3 separate regions of the Mus musculus genome follow, and all the other regions are linked to region 2. The links are chromatin contacts, called in public HiChIP or PLAC-seq and promoter capture Hi-C maps. All regions are on one chromosome and are shown on one strand. The core of a region is the stretch at or near the end of the contact, and the rest is flanking DNA. Distances in the headings are between cores, read along the strand shown. Region 1 holds the start of Zswim2 (zinc finger SWIM-type containing 2). Region 2 holds the start of Calcrl (calcitonin receptor-like). Region 3 has its middle 170 kb from the start of Zswim2.

Region 1 (4,406 bases), core at 1,479-3,978, 480 kb after region 2:
GAGCTAATGCAGAGGCCTGCTCCTCATGGCGAGTTCAGTCTGTGTCTCAGTTTAGGTTTCCATTGCTGGGAAGAGACACCATGACCAAGGCGACTCTTATAAAGGCGAATATTTAATTGGGGGTGGCTTACAGTTTCAGAGGTCCAGTCCATTATCATCATGGAGGGAAGCATTGCAGCATGTGGAAGGAGCTGAGAGATCTACATTCTGATGTGAAGGCAGCCAGGTGGAGACTGGATTCCAGACTGGATAGAGAGCCTAAGCATAGAAGACCTCAAAGCCCGCTTATGTAGTGACACGCTTCCTCTAACAAGGTCATACCTCCTCCAAAAAAGCCACACCTCCTAATTGTGCCACTCCCTATGGCCAAGCATTCAAACACAGGAATTTATGGGAGCTAAATGTATTCAAATCACCACAGCCTGCCATTTTATAGAACCCAGGGCCACCAGCCCAGAGATGTCACCACTCACAATGGGTTGAGGCCTCTCCACAACCACTCATTAAGAGAATTCCCTACAGCTGAATCTGATGGAGGTGTCTTTTCCATGATTAACGTTCCTCCCTTTCAGAAGACTTTGGAATACTCTAACTGTAGTCAAGTTGACACAAATGTAGCCAGGACAGAGCCAAACACAATTCACAGCTCATTCATCTTTCTTCCTTCAATACCTCAGCATACTCCTCACTATGTGTTAGACAAAACAAAACCTGACAATTTCTAGTAGATTAGCTCTTGCTAGCTCTGTTCCCCCCAAGTATCTTCCTCTATACATCAGTCTGAGGCATCCTCAGGTCATCTCAACTCAATTTGTGTTTGCCAGTCCTATGCTAACTACACACATCCATGGAGAGTAGCAGGTGATCCCTCCCTCCGACTTTACTCTTCTTCCTTCTGCACCAGCACTGTAAGGGTAGCTTTTTTTTAATATCTCAAGTTGGAAATACAGTCACTAATGCCTGTCTTCTATGGCCAATTGCATTAATGGTTCATTCATTAAACAGATTTATCAATTCAGAAAGCTCAGTCAACTTCCCTGAGTGGAAATATGCCTTGACTTGTAACATGAAAGATAATAATGTACATTTAAGGAGACATTCGTAATTCTTCAAATTAAAATATTTGCAAAAATATTATTCCTGTCGTCAAAATTTCAAAAGACAAAGAAAGCATATGGACCAGTCACCTGACTCTAAAGCTGTTTCTAACATTTTAACTGACAGATACAAAAGCAAATGTCATCCAGCTAGACTACAGTTCTGTTTAGCAATCTGTACTTTCTGTTTTTAACTTGCATGAGAACATGAATTCTGTACTTCTACCAATCCTCAAATGGAATTAATGAACTACAGTCAACTTATATAATTTATAATTTAAGCATGTGACCTTTTTGAAAATAGTACTTATCACACATGAAGCAAATATCATTCTAAATAAATGCAAAGGCTTAAACATTTATTGCTGTTTGGTTTTTAAATCCTCAAACAGCTATATGCATACACACACATTCAGGCACACGGAGTATGGTGTGTGAATAGTAACTACTTAAAGTACCTTCACTATGAAAACAAACTCATTCTATTTCATAGAAAATATGAACTGACATTCACTAATTCTGAGCTTTTAAATAATAAACACTATTATATAAAATGAGTTTACAGTTTATCTTCTTCTCAGGGGTTTTCTTAATGTATGGTGTTTTCCTTTGCTAACACAATGTTTCACTAATGCTAGTGTTGGAAGAATGATAGTGTAACTGTTAGTTCTTCATTACTTAATAAGAAAGCAAAACAAAATAGTTTTGTTCAAACCCTGGACCTGAGGTTCCATAGTGTTTGTACAGATGGCTCACGCCTTGTCAAAGCTGCCATTACCACCGTCTGCACACTAGGCTGGTCCCTTTGCCATTTTCTTTTCCGGTTCTTGACCTGATCTAGTTGTGGTTTCCTCTCCTGATAAGATAGGATCAATGCATTCCTTCTTCCTGTGACCAAGCCACCAAGCAGAGCTCTCTGCCGCTTTCAGTTTCTTAAAAAGAATCCAGCCACATGGATTCAGTAACCATGACTCAAACTATTGACTAATATTTTAGGATAGCTCTCAACTTGGAATATAGAAACAAAGTTCAGAAACAATTTGTGGATTGTTGGGTCAGCCTTGAAAAATGTTACTCCTTAAAATAGTGCTTTATCAATTTTGAGGGTGTGGATATTGACAGCACATCCAATATCCAAACCCAACATGAAACTTGAGAGTTTCTCCTAGCTTCAAAACCAACACGACCATACAGACACACAGACACACACACACACACACACAGAGACACACACACACACTCACACACACCCCTAGAGGGTGTACTAGCCCTGCTTTCTCCATCTTTCCTCAGCCACTAATTGCATGCTGTTGTGAGCCACTGGAAAATGTTTGTGGAATATCAACCATCGTGGTGAGTTTTTTTTTTTTTATTATGAAAGAGAAATTCACAGAACTTAACTTCATCCTCTGGAGCCCACACTGTAACTGGATCTAAGAATGTGCAGATCGACAGTCTTGCCTGTGAACAAATAAGCAAAAAGAATACTAGGTGTGCAGCTGTGCCTGTGACCTCAGGTTTCAAAGTCTAAGCTTGGACTTCGGAAATTTCTCCAACCCCAACTACTGCAGGGTAGCTCTCTGGACAGAACCACCGTTACCGCAGCAACCGCGCTGCACGCTGTTGCCATAGAGACCCAAGGCGCCTCAGAAAGCTAGAGGCTCCACGGCCGCCAGGGATGCTTCGCGGAGGCTGTAAAGCCTCAGAAAAGCGAAGACACTTAAGCGAGAGCCTCAGCTGGCAGCAAGACCAGGCGCTGAGTAGCAGCATCTATCTCCTGCGACAGATCGGCCCCACAGGCTTCCTACTGAAGGAGGAGGAGCCAGAAAAGGGGGATTTCCGAGTAACTACCGCACCACCAAGCTCCCTTGGGGATTGGGGGATGGGCAGTAGGAGAAGGGCGGGAGGGGGCGGAGTAGGGGAGGTGTCCCAAGCCAACTTCCCAGTTTCTGCAGAAATGGTGGCACACGCCTTTACTCCCAGCACTTAGGAGGCAGAGGCAGGCGAATTTCTGAGTTCGAGGCCAGCCTGGTCTACAGAGTGAGTTCCAGGACAGCCAGGGCTACACAGAGAAACCCTGTCTCTGAAGAGACAGAGAGAGAGAGAGAGAGAGAGAGAGAGAGAGAGAGAGAGAGAGAGAGAGAGAGATCATTCCCATGAGTACTCCCCAGAATTTAAAAATGTGCACCTTACAAAAGTAAATACTGTTTGCCAGAAAATGCTCTTCCTTGATAGTTAGGAATTCAAATTGCGTACGATTCTTGTAAAATGATGGTGTGTATTCCTGGATGCCTTGTTGGTGTTCCCCAGCCCTGTAAATTAAATGAGAATCCTACTATCTTCTAAATATTTGCTCATTAAAATCAGTTTCTCTATGATAGTTTCTATGATCATTTTCTTTTTGCTCAGTTTTAAAACTGTAACAGCTCATTAAAGGGTAGCTTAAATGTTCATACTTTGAAAGCATGTGCATGAGGAAGAGTTCCATTTCGTCTTGTTAAAAGAGAAGAGATGTTTCATATTTACATGTCCTGCTCTTATCTGTCAAAAATGAGCCACTGAACACTTCCCTGTCGTTTTAGAAACTTTAAATCTATTGCCTCATAGTTAGGAGTACTGGATACAGTTTATCACTCTGTGCTTTGTTCAAAGCATGCTTCTTTGATTTGCTTATTTATTGAGTGTAGTTGTTTTAGCCTATACAGTCTTAAATAAAACTAATCTTCTACCAAAAGTAAAGTTCGAATGCAAACGTCAATCAACCAAAAATATCAATCAATAAATAATCAAAGTGAGCAAGCCTTTTTACAAAACTCATATAACTCTATACTTTTAAAAAAAAAGTAATGGTTTGGAAGGAGAGCTTTTAATTTTAGATTTAATTTCATCTAAGCATGGATGACTTTTAGAAAAAGTGTTCATTCACAGTGCCAGTTGGTAACCAAGGCCAAGAATAAAGGAGTAGAAACCCAGTTTCCAATGTTAAGAGAGAATATTTTTCAGAAGGCCCTGTTTGATCATATCCAAAGTTCAGAGCCACTAAACCAGTCAAGAATTTAAATCTCTTTTAATCTAGTTATTTTATCAATTTAGTTTTACCGTAACTCTTAAAATTAACTGGGATTTTTTTTTTTTTTTTTTTTTACTGTAAAGGTTTTGCTTGGAAACCCACATGAGTGCAGCTGCCCCACGTTTCTGAAGAGGGGGGAACTGTGCAAGCACATATGCTGGTGAGTGACTCTTAGCAATGGCCTTCCACAAAGAAACCTGCTTTACCTCTGTTCAGGGTTTGAATACCCCACAAATAAA
Region 2 (4,976 bases), core at 1,841-4,340:
TGGTTGTTTTTAAAGATCTGTGTTTCTAGGCATAGCTATAGAAACTCAAGTGGTCAGTTTAGTCAGCAGAAACCTAAATTTGTCACACATGACTTTGGTTGAGGTTGTCTAACATGTGGACATAAGACTTTTAATTAGCATCCTCCTGATTAATTGCCTTGTGAGGCATGGCCCACCTCATCAGGGGAACCCATCACTTCATTTAGAGACTTCGTTACCTTTGAGCTACATAAAGGACCACAATGGAGGCTGCAGGTCCTGCAGTAACATTTTAACGTGGACAAATGCCACTGTTCCTCAAAATGAGTTTCATCTGTGCATCATTACTCACTATACAGAAACACAGATACTGCATGGATGCACTCTGAGTGGGAACCTTTGAAAGGGGCCTTCTGCATGGGAGCACTCTGAGTGGGAGTACTCTGCATGGGAGCACTCTGAGTGGGAGTACTCTGCGTGGGAGCATTTTGCATGGTTTATGCCCTGTATGGTTATACTGGTAGCATTCTTCTATGCTTTGTCCACTCTCTTTTAAATGGTCAAAACAGAAGACACTTCTTATTTGGTCTTAATTTCCTGAAAAAGAACTATTTTTAGTGTTCATCTGAAAGTACAAACTTGATCACCACTAATCAGATAATTTTAAGTAGCTTCAGTGTGTTCTGGGGAAAGATGACAATGTAAAACACACGTAGAATACATAAGACTGAATGAATGTACTAACAATACCCCATTGGCTCGGAATCACCTGATTTTTGGAAACAGTTTCATTTAGCTTTACCATAGCTATCCAAACATTTGTGTCATACTAAAGCACACACTTGAGAAGTTTCTTCAATCTTTTCACTTGTTTCTACATGTCTCAGCACAGTCCAGCTTCCCCAAAGTCCTTATAGCATGTATTCATATTTTTTTCATGTTCATAACGTGGTAACTTTTAATGACCTTATTATTGGGAAGTATGTTTACTTTTCTTTCTATGAAAGACACATGTATGATACTAACAAGAATTATCCAGACTCTTCATGCACCACAGCCATAAACCTACATACACAACCAATAATTTATACTAAACACTACAGGTTGTATTAAATTTCCCATTTACAACAGCACCATGTATATCTATTATACAGGAGAATGATTGCCGGCTTGTGATCTTTCAGGCATCATCTAAAAGAACGAACCCCTTTACTTACTAAGACTCTGCTGTGTTTGAACAAATCCAATGAGTGAATCAAAAACATGTTAATGCTTTAATACTTACTGGAAATGTATGTAGCTTTGTATACACCAGTCTGTGTCTCAGAGGTCAGATATTCTTAGAAATGGATACAGGAGCATATATGATGATCATTTAGAAGTTAAAATCTAGTATTTGTTTTGCCTGAACTTTAAGCTGTAAACATCATACTTAAAAGTTCTGTCAGTATTGTCCCAGTGAGTATAAACATCTGCAAGGGGACATGATTACTCTCTACTGCTTTCCTCCTGAGCCCCTGTGCAACATGCGACTCCACATCAGAACTCTGTGGTTTCACCCAAGAATGTGTTTTACTGTTTTTCTGATTAATGAGTTATTATTTTAGGAGGCAGTAGTGATTTATAATGCTGACTTTTCACCCCATGAGCTGAAGGAAACAGCACAGGAAAATATAATTCAACAGTTCCCTATAGAAAGCAAAACTAAAGTGTCCACAAAGTAACTTCCCAGTTTATCGCCGTCTCTTAAAACTACATTGTGTAGTTCAGCTTCTTACACAGACTTTCCATTTTCAGTGATGGAGATGGTCAATTATGTCCCATATTTCTAAACGGATGCATCCTATTCTATATCCATATACAGAATTAAAGATTCTGCAATAAATCTCCTCCATGGATCAAGATAGGAAACATTTAAAAATGGCGGTGTCTTTCAGGAACACGATATCCAGAGATTCTGCACCCTGTGTCTTTAGTGCGGTTCCTCATCTGCTAGGACTTTGAGCTCCTCATCTGCTACTTGGTTGTAGTAGCTTCGCTATTCGTCTGTTCCTCCAAGGTGAAGCAGCAAGATTGTAGTAGCTAGTTAGAACTTGCCATTTTCTAAATGTTATAAAATATGTTGATTCAAAGTTTAAACAGACAAATTATATTATTTTATCCATCCTTTCCAGTTTATACGTGAGACATTTGATGCAAAGATCATGTGACTTTTAGTGCTGTCTGGCTTCAGGAGTTATGATTATTGCCAAATCTCATAATTTATCATATTATATAAAACTAACAAGTATATTTCAGGTTTATAGGCTTTTTTTCCTGATCATACGCAATGATTTCTTACTTTATGATATAATTATGTTTAGAGGGAAAACTTTTTTTTAAATTGAAGTTCATTTATTGTATGAAATTATTTCATAGTATCATGTTAAACTAAAGCCACCTTTCCTTGAAGGTTATTTTGAGGTACAACTAGTATAATGTTTAGATTATATAAAATGATATAATTATGTCAGATATTTAAAAGTATGTACAATGATTTCATACTCTATACACAGTCTGGCTTTACAGGACATACAACTCAGGAACTCCTAGAAAGGACAGCCCGAAGCCTGTTCATCTTCTCATGCAAAACTGGTTGTGGAGTTGCATCAGATATTAGTGCTCAAAATTGAGTCCGAATTAGTAATTCTGATGCTCAAAATTCCATGCACATTTAAGAAAAAAAGATGTGACTGATAAATTGTTCCTGGTTGTTCTGTGAACCTTAATTCGACACACACCCACACTCCTAACTCCTTTGATTCTTTTACACCAAGATCGCCTTCAAATCCCAGGCAGCAAGTTCTAACAGAACTCAGTCTAGGTGAAAGGCAGCCAGCTTTTGCTGGTAACAATGTGTTCATACAGCAAAGGATCTCTGTCTGTTCAGGCTGCTTCTTGCTCTTGTCAGAGTGAGAAGGGAGTTGCTGCTCCTTTCCTGGGGTAAGCTATTTGAGAAAGAAAGTAACCTAACACTAAGTGCAGGCGGGGCGGGGTGATGTAACAGGAAGCTGTGATGTTTCCCTTCTGCTGCTGATCGCTTACAATCTGACAACACTCCCCATCTACTCAGAACAAGCCCTCTCTTCGCAGCGTGCACTTCTGCCTTAGGACCGGCGGGCTCTGTTGCCTGGACCTCACGCTGCCTGCAGGACCACATTGCAAAGCTTTCCACACCTCGCCTCCGGGAAACTCTTGTGCAGTATCTCAGAAAATCAAACTCCCTCCTGAGACTATTCCCACAGAATTTCCTTAGGAGCTGTGCCAGGTAAGTGTATTATTCAAAATAAACGTATGTATTCTCAGCACTATTCTTAAGTATTATGACAATGTTTCTAACAAGAATTTAGTAAGTGGCATTGAAATAATGTTGAAACCGCTTCATTTAGTCTACAAAGGGATACTAGAGAGTCTTACTCCAGAATGCATACAAAATGTACTACTAGTGCATAAGAGTATTTACAGTGATACTTTAGAAAATAAATTTACCAATTATTAACGATGTGAGCGGGCTATAAGGCAAGTTTCTGAACAAATACCTTAATCAGGAAACAATGCCTTTTTAAAGTTAGTTGTACTACCAGCTCAAGTCCTGACAGCTGGAAAACATTTGCACCCCAGGAAGGGTCTTTAAATTTTCCACATAATCAGTATTCTAAGGAAGGGATGGCAGAAGACTATGGGGTTCCAGAGTCTTCCTGTGTGGCTGAACACAAAGTTGGATTAAGAAGAAAAGCCACCGGCTTGGACTTCTGTTTGCTTTCCGCTTCTTTTGACATTTACACCTCTAACTAGGGAACCAATGGAATTTTCATTGTTCTTTGTTGCTAGATTTGTGTAAATACCCCATTTTTGGTTTTCCTTTGTTTTTGTTGTTGTTTGTATTGGGTTTTTTTCTTTTGGGGGGGGTGTTCATGAATTGTCTCCACTGTATTAAGATCATGGGTGTCTTACAAATAAGGTAAGGGGAAAACAAAAACAAGACAAAACAAACAAACAAACAAACAAAAAACCCAACCAACAACCAACCAACCATAAACCCCACAACTGCCCAGGGTTAAGAAAATGTAGTGATTTCTACATTACTTCATGGTTTTTAAACTCTTAAGCTTAGAGTTGTGTTACTTCAATTATACTGGAAACTTGTGGGGGAAGAGTGTGAAAGGAGTCTCCATAAATACATAAACAGAGGCACGATAAGCAAGTGGATTAGCTCATTAAGCAGAGGAATTAAATTAGATTTTCAGCTATGATGCTGAGATGAAGCAGCTGCAGGTCTCTCTTGCCACAGTACAGACTGTCCTGAGAATCTAAGGAGCTAGTGCCTACTTAACAAGTGGCTGTCAGAGCGGCATCACAGGTTATTGCTAAGGAATGGGAGATATCAGTTTTGGATTAAAATTGTGCTTATTAGCATAATTTATTAAATTCTACGTTTTCTTACTTAAGTGAAATATAAGCTGCAAGATGCCTTTCAATGCTAGCATTCTGAGCTCAATTTCTAGTAGTCTGGCAAATAAACAAAATATTACAAACTCATCCTGAGTAACTCCTCAGTGATTTTTGGCTCAGTTTCCACATGTTTTTCAATGTAATTGAAACATTAATTTGTACACTTGTAATTTTTAAAAGCTTTGCGGCTGATTTATGTTTTTATTTTATTTTTATTTATACTACCGAGTTCCCTGATGTATAAAAACAGACAAGGTGAGTTTAAGATAGGACTTGTTACAAATAGTCATTAAATAACTGGAGAAAGAAGCGAAATCAGCACATTAAATAACCCAGTGTCATTCATAGGAACAGAAGTTGAAAAGCATTATTCTAAGCCAGATGATTTTCTGAAATTAAGTATTATATTAATAAACTATTGTAAATTAGTACCTCCACAAACTCTTCTGATTTTTATTGAATTAATGTTTCAAAGCATATAACCATCTTGTATGATTTATTTTAAT
Region 3 (4,402 bases), core at 1,082-3,581, 310 kb after region 2:
TAAGTAGTTCTGAATCTCAACAGATATTTCTGTGCTAGTTAGTAAAACGATCATTTGAGACCCTCAGAACTTATTTCTTGGTTGGAATAACAAATAAAATTTTGTGTCTGAAGTCTCATTAAGTTTCAAAATGTTTTACTCGTATAATAGTATTCCCATAAAATTATATGGACCATGTCCTTTCCCTAAAATATTTCAGTCTGACATAGACATATATCTAACTATCCTAGTTTGCTTTCTGTTACCGTGATAAACAACAGGACCAAAAGTAGCTTGGGGAGGAATGTGCTTATTTGGCTTACACTTCCAAGTACAGTCCAGCATTCAGGGAAGTCAGGGTAGGAACTCAAGGCAGGAACCTGGGAACAAAAATTAAAGCTATGGAAGATTATGACTTACTGGCTTACTCTCCATGACTTGCTGAGTCTGATTTCTATTTAAACATTTTTTGTTTATTTGTTTGTTTGTTTGTATAAGTGTTTTGCTTACATATATGTAAATGCAACATATGCATGCTAGGTAGCCTTGGATGTCAGAAGACGGCATTGGATCCCTTGGTACAGAAGATACAGATGATTTCATCCCACTAGGTGGATTCTGAGAACCAATCCCAGATCCTCAGCAATATCAACAGGGGATCTTAACCACTGAGCCATCTCTCTAGTCACCAGCTTGCTATCATAAACAACACAAGACCACCATCATAGGAGCAGCACCAAACACAGAGGACTAATCCCTCCTACATCAGTAATTATTAGAGAAAATGCCTCCATAGACATACCCACAGGGCAACATTATGGAGGTATTTCCTCCCTTACGTTTCCTCACCCAAGGTGATTTTGATTTGTATCAAGTTGACAAAGCTAACCAGATGCTCCTTGAACTCGGAGGTCCCCTTCCACCATGATTCTATCAACACATGTTCTTGCCACACAACTAAAGTTGTGTTTCATTCTACTTTAACCAATTCATGCCTTCCTGTTCCTTTAAATATCTACCTCAACACCAATTTAGCTTTTTTTAAAAAATATTTTGTTTTATTGCGTATTTTCCTCAATTACATTTCCAATGCTACCCCAAAAGGACCCTATACCCTCCCCCCCACTCCCCTACCCACCCATTCCCACTTTTTGGCCCTGGCCACTGAGTTTTCCCCTAAAGAAGAACAAGTTGCTCCTTCACTTACAGTTCTCACATTGTAGCAGCTATGTCTAAACCACAATTATGCACTTTTGTATTGTAACTAATATGTTTGGATAATTTTTCTAATTGAGTGGGCTGGTGCATGATTAACGAGTGCATTTAGAGGTTGATTTGCATTTTCATATCATCCTTAACAATTATAGAATGCATATAATGCATATATGATCATGTTCATTTTAGTTATTTTGCTCCACTAATACATACTGAACCCTAGCTTAATGCCCAACCAAATTAAATGCATAATGCACTATAGTGAACTCAAAGCCTACTTTATATTGTAGATTTCAAATTTTGGCTGAGCAAAATTTGTATACAAGCAAGATTCTTTGTAAACTAACCGTGTTCCCTAATAGCTTGCCCAGAAAAGATCACATAATCAGTCCATTATTTATAAATTTCAAAGACAAAAAGATACTGTGGTAACTGCTTCAAGTAATGGCTCTATACTTTAAAGACACAATGCACTATAAGGAAAATAGGCTGTACATTTGAAAGAGAACAAGGAAGGATGTATGGGAGAGTTCAGAGGAAGGAAAAGAAAAGAGAAAGCTGTAATTATATCAATCTCAAAAAAGGAACTACGTTTTAAAAAAGAAAAATAGGCTGGCATATTTTCTACCCTGTCAGTTATTAAATATATCACAAGGAGTACAAAATACCTTGAAAATATAAAATATTTCAAAAAGCAATATCTGAAGCAAAGACTGCTTCAGCTCTTTGTCAAATGCATACATGTGTTTGTCTCTTTATATAAGAGAGAGAGGATATATATATATATATATATATTCCTATTGTACTATTTATTTTGGGTGATACATTCATTCTTAGAAACTGACAGAAGCCTAAAAGAAAAGTCTCAGGATGCTTGTGGCATCTGTCACTGATGTGAAAGAATGACAGAGGTGATCATTATCACTTTGCTTTAGCAGTGGGGGAGACAGGTGTTTGTTAGAATTTTCCACCTCTCTTAAAATTGTGAGTAATAAAAAAGACAAAAGAAAAAACCCCACCCTGTCACATTTTCATCCAACGCCTAAAAGATGTTTCTGCTTCAGGACACTGGGGGTGAGGACTGGCATAAAATCAAAAGATTGTCATTGTGATCAAAAGGAATAACACGTGGTGACTTCCTACTTCCCACTTCGGGATAGAACTATTCTAAATTTAGAGAAAGAACCAGAACAGAACCAAACACAGAAAGGATATGGTGAAATCTTAGTTCCTTTTGCCAGGAAACCTGAACTGTCTGCACGTTCTAGCTATTAGGACAACATTGTGGGCTTTGTTATACCTCCATGCCCACACATGTCTATTTCACTACTTTATTCCTCTTTTTCAGTGGGATAAACATGGCGATGCCCTTAGAGTGCTAGATAACACCCCACTCTGTTAGACATGTCCCCCGTGACTTGCGATTAATCAACATGAGTGCCAGCTCTCTATGTAAACTCTCTCTGATCTTGTTTGCTTTTTATTGCATTATCACAAATTGTTTTTACTCAGAACCACTGGGTGAAGCACAAACAACCTTCATTTATTCTAACACCAATCCCTTCAAATGATATTAATGCTCCCACCAAAAAGCCAAGCTAGTTTTCAAAGTTTCACAGGAACTATTTTTGACAGTGGGATTAAGCTCAATGTATCTGAAACAACTGGGTACATACCTCTATTGAGTTTTTAGTATAAAATGAAAATGCTGATTTTAAGGAGATAGTTTCCCAAGTAAACGAAAGTAAAAAATGAACAAACAAATGTAAAACAAAGGCAAGTAGCATACATTGCCTGGGTTAATAAACCATAAACATATTGTGGTGTTCTTATTTTTGTTTTATTTTTTAGGTTTTGTTTTTCCAGACAGGGTTTCTCTGGCTGTCCTTGTATTCACTTTGTAGACCAAGGCGACCTCAAACTCACAGAGATCTACCAACGTTTGCCTTCTGGGTGCTGGAATTAGAAGCACACATCATCACGCCCAACCAGCATTAAAAAAAAAATTATGATGTTATTTGTTTTGCTTTCCCGTTCCATCTTTGCTTCCATTGCTTTGGGGGGCATTCATTAGAAGAATGACCAAGGGCAAAGATTCAGGCATGGCCTGTACAATTTATTATGGGAATCTCTGATACAGAAATAAACATGAATGGGCAGGAAGGTATAGGATCTAACAACCACAGCAGGTAGTCACTTCACCTGGAAAAGGAGGCTTGTGCCTTTGGATTTTGTTTTCTTCCATCACTGGCAGCTCCACAATCTCCTAAGTATTTGGGAGCATGGGGTCAGCCAAGTACAGGAAAGAGTTAGCACTCTCAGAGCTGGGCCATGGCTTCCTGATTAAGGAAAGAGGTACATTAGGAATGCCAATATCTGCACTCTCCCTTTATCATTTGCTTCTTCCCTCCTCCTTCCCTTCCTACAGTCCTTTTAGCTCTTACTTAATCCACGTTACTACATTATCAATATTTGGCCTTATTGGAAATAATCAACCATAATCTTTAAGCAATGGAAAACAACGTCTCTCTGTTTACACTGGCTGACAGTTTTCCTGTATCTTACAACCACTTGTAAGAGATTTGTAGTTGATACCCCCACTATTAAAGAGTGCGTCTTGTGTTGTAGATACAAATCATTAAAATATTAGAATGAAACTTTGGTTGCCCAAGCCTAAAATCCTTAACTATAACCTGTTAAACTGTGCTGAACTTCTACGAACTTAACTCCACTGCACTGCCTCTCAACTCACTGGCCCAACCAAACTGCCTGAACAGACCTGACTGGAACTCAAGAGATCTGCAAGACTCTGTCTCCTGAATGCTGGTATTGAATGTGAGCACCACCACCCTTAGACCTAAGCTTTTCTTTACCTGAAGCTTGTTCTCTACTTGATCTCTATGCAGAGATCTGACTCCTGGGATTAAAGGTGTGTCTATATTCCTGCCAGATCATACAGACCTAGAAGGTGTTTGGATATGATATCTTGCCAGATCAGACATGTTCTGAGTTAAAATTCCTCTACAATGATTCCCAAAGACCTTCTGCAATAACACTGAACCACATCAAATCAAATGACTGCCTTCTACATTTGTCTCTCTCTCTCTCTTTTTTTTAAACTTTGCTTCTAATGGCAGGATAAAATCTATAATCCTTCTAAAATTTTTTCTTGGTAAAAATCCCCCTCTTGCCCTACCATGTGGGTAGC

The links. Promoter capture Hi-C pulls out the DNA fragments that hold promoters and counts their contacts. HiChIP or PLAC-seq counts read pairs in DNA pulled down with a chosen protein or histone mark.
Region 1: a promoter capture Hi-C map of liver shows a contact between it and region 2. The contact joins the promoter of Zswim2 here to the promoter of Calcrl in region 2. A contact is called at or near these places in 20 of 39 promoter capture datasets (the C10 cell line, the HPC-7 cell line, cranial neural crest and 10 more), 2 of 484 Hi-C or Micro-C datasets (B cells and cortical neurons), 7 of 115 datasets of contacts at active chromatin or transcription factors (the 230-238 cell line, DN3 thymocytes, the SCID.adh cell line and 4 more) and 3 of 9 other capture datasets (adipose tissue, liver and macrophages).
Region 3: a contact with region 2 is called in an H3K4me3 HiChIP or PLAC-seq map of bone marrow-derived macrophages, with 6 times the contacts expected there. The contact joins the enhancer-like site here to the promoter of Calcrl in region 2. A contact is called at or near these places in 16 of 39 promoter capture datasets (the 3T3-L1 cell line, 3T3-L1-derived adipocytes, the C10 cell line and 10 more), 1 of 15 datasets of contacts at CTCF or cohesin (pro-B cells), 1 of 484 Hi-C or Micro-C datasets (bone marrow-derived macrophages), 4 of 115 datasets of contacts at active chromatin or transcription factors (bone marrow-derived macrophages, embryonic limb bud and large pre-B cells) and 4 of 9 other capture datasets (adipose tissue, embryonic stem cells, liver and 1 more).

Annotation. Positions count from the first base shown.
Region 1 is chr2:83,939,548-83,943,953 of GRCm38.p6, reverse strand. Zswim2 (zinc finger SWIM-type containing 2) reads left to right here and starts at 2,728. Exons shown (of 9, transcript NM_027964.2): 1 at 2,728-2,940; 2 at 4,251-4,327. The coding sequence starts at 2,776.
Region 2 is chr2:84,423,380-84,428,355 of GRCm38.p6, reverse strand. Calcrl (calcitonin receptor-like) reads left to right here and starts at 3,090. Exons shown (of 16, transcript NM_018782.2): 1 at 3,090-3,286.
Region 3 is chr2:84,111,805-84,116,206 of GRCm38.p6, reverse strand. No RefSeq gene overlaps it. Among named protein-coding and RNA genes, the nearest start is that of Zswim2, 170 kb to the right of the region's middle. Within about 2 kb of position 2,331, at least 8 of the 459 cell types and tissues checked have an H3K27ac peak or open chromatin away from gene starts, as enhancers often do. A contact at or near this core is called in bone marrow-derived macrophages, where this site is marked.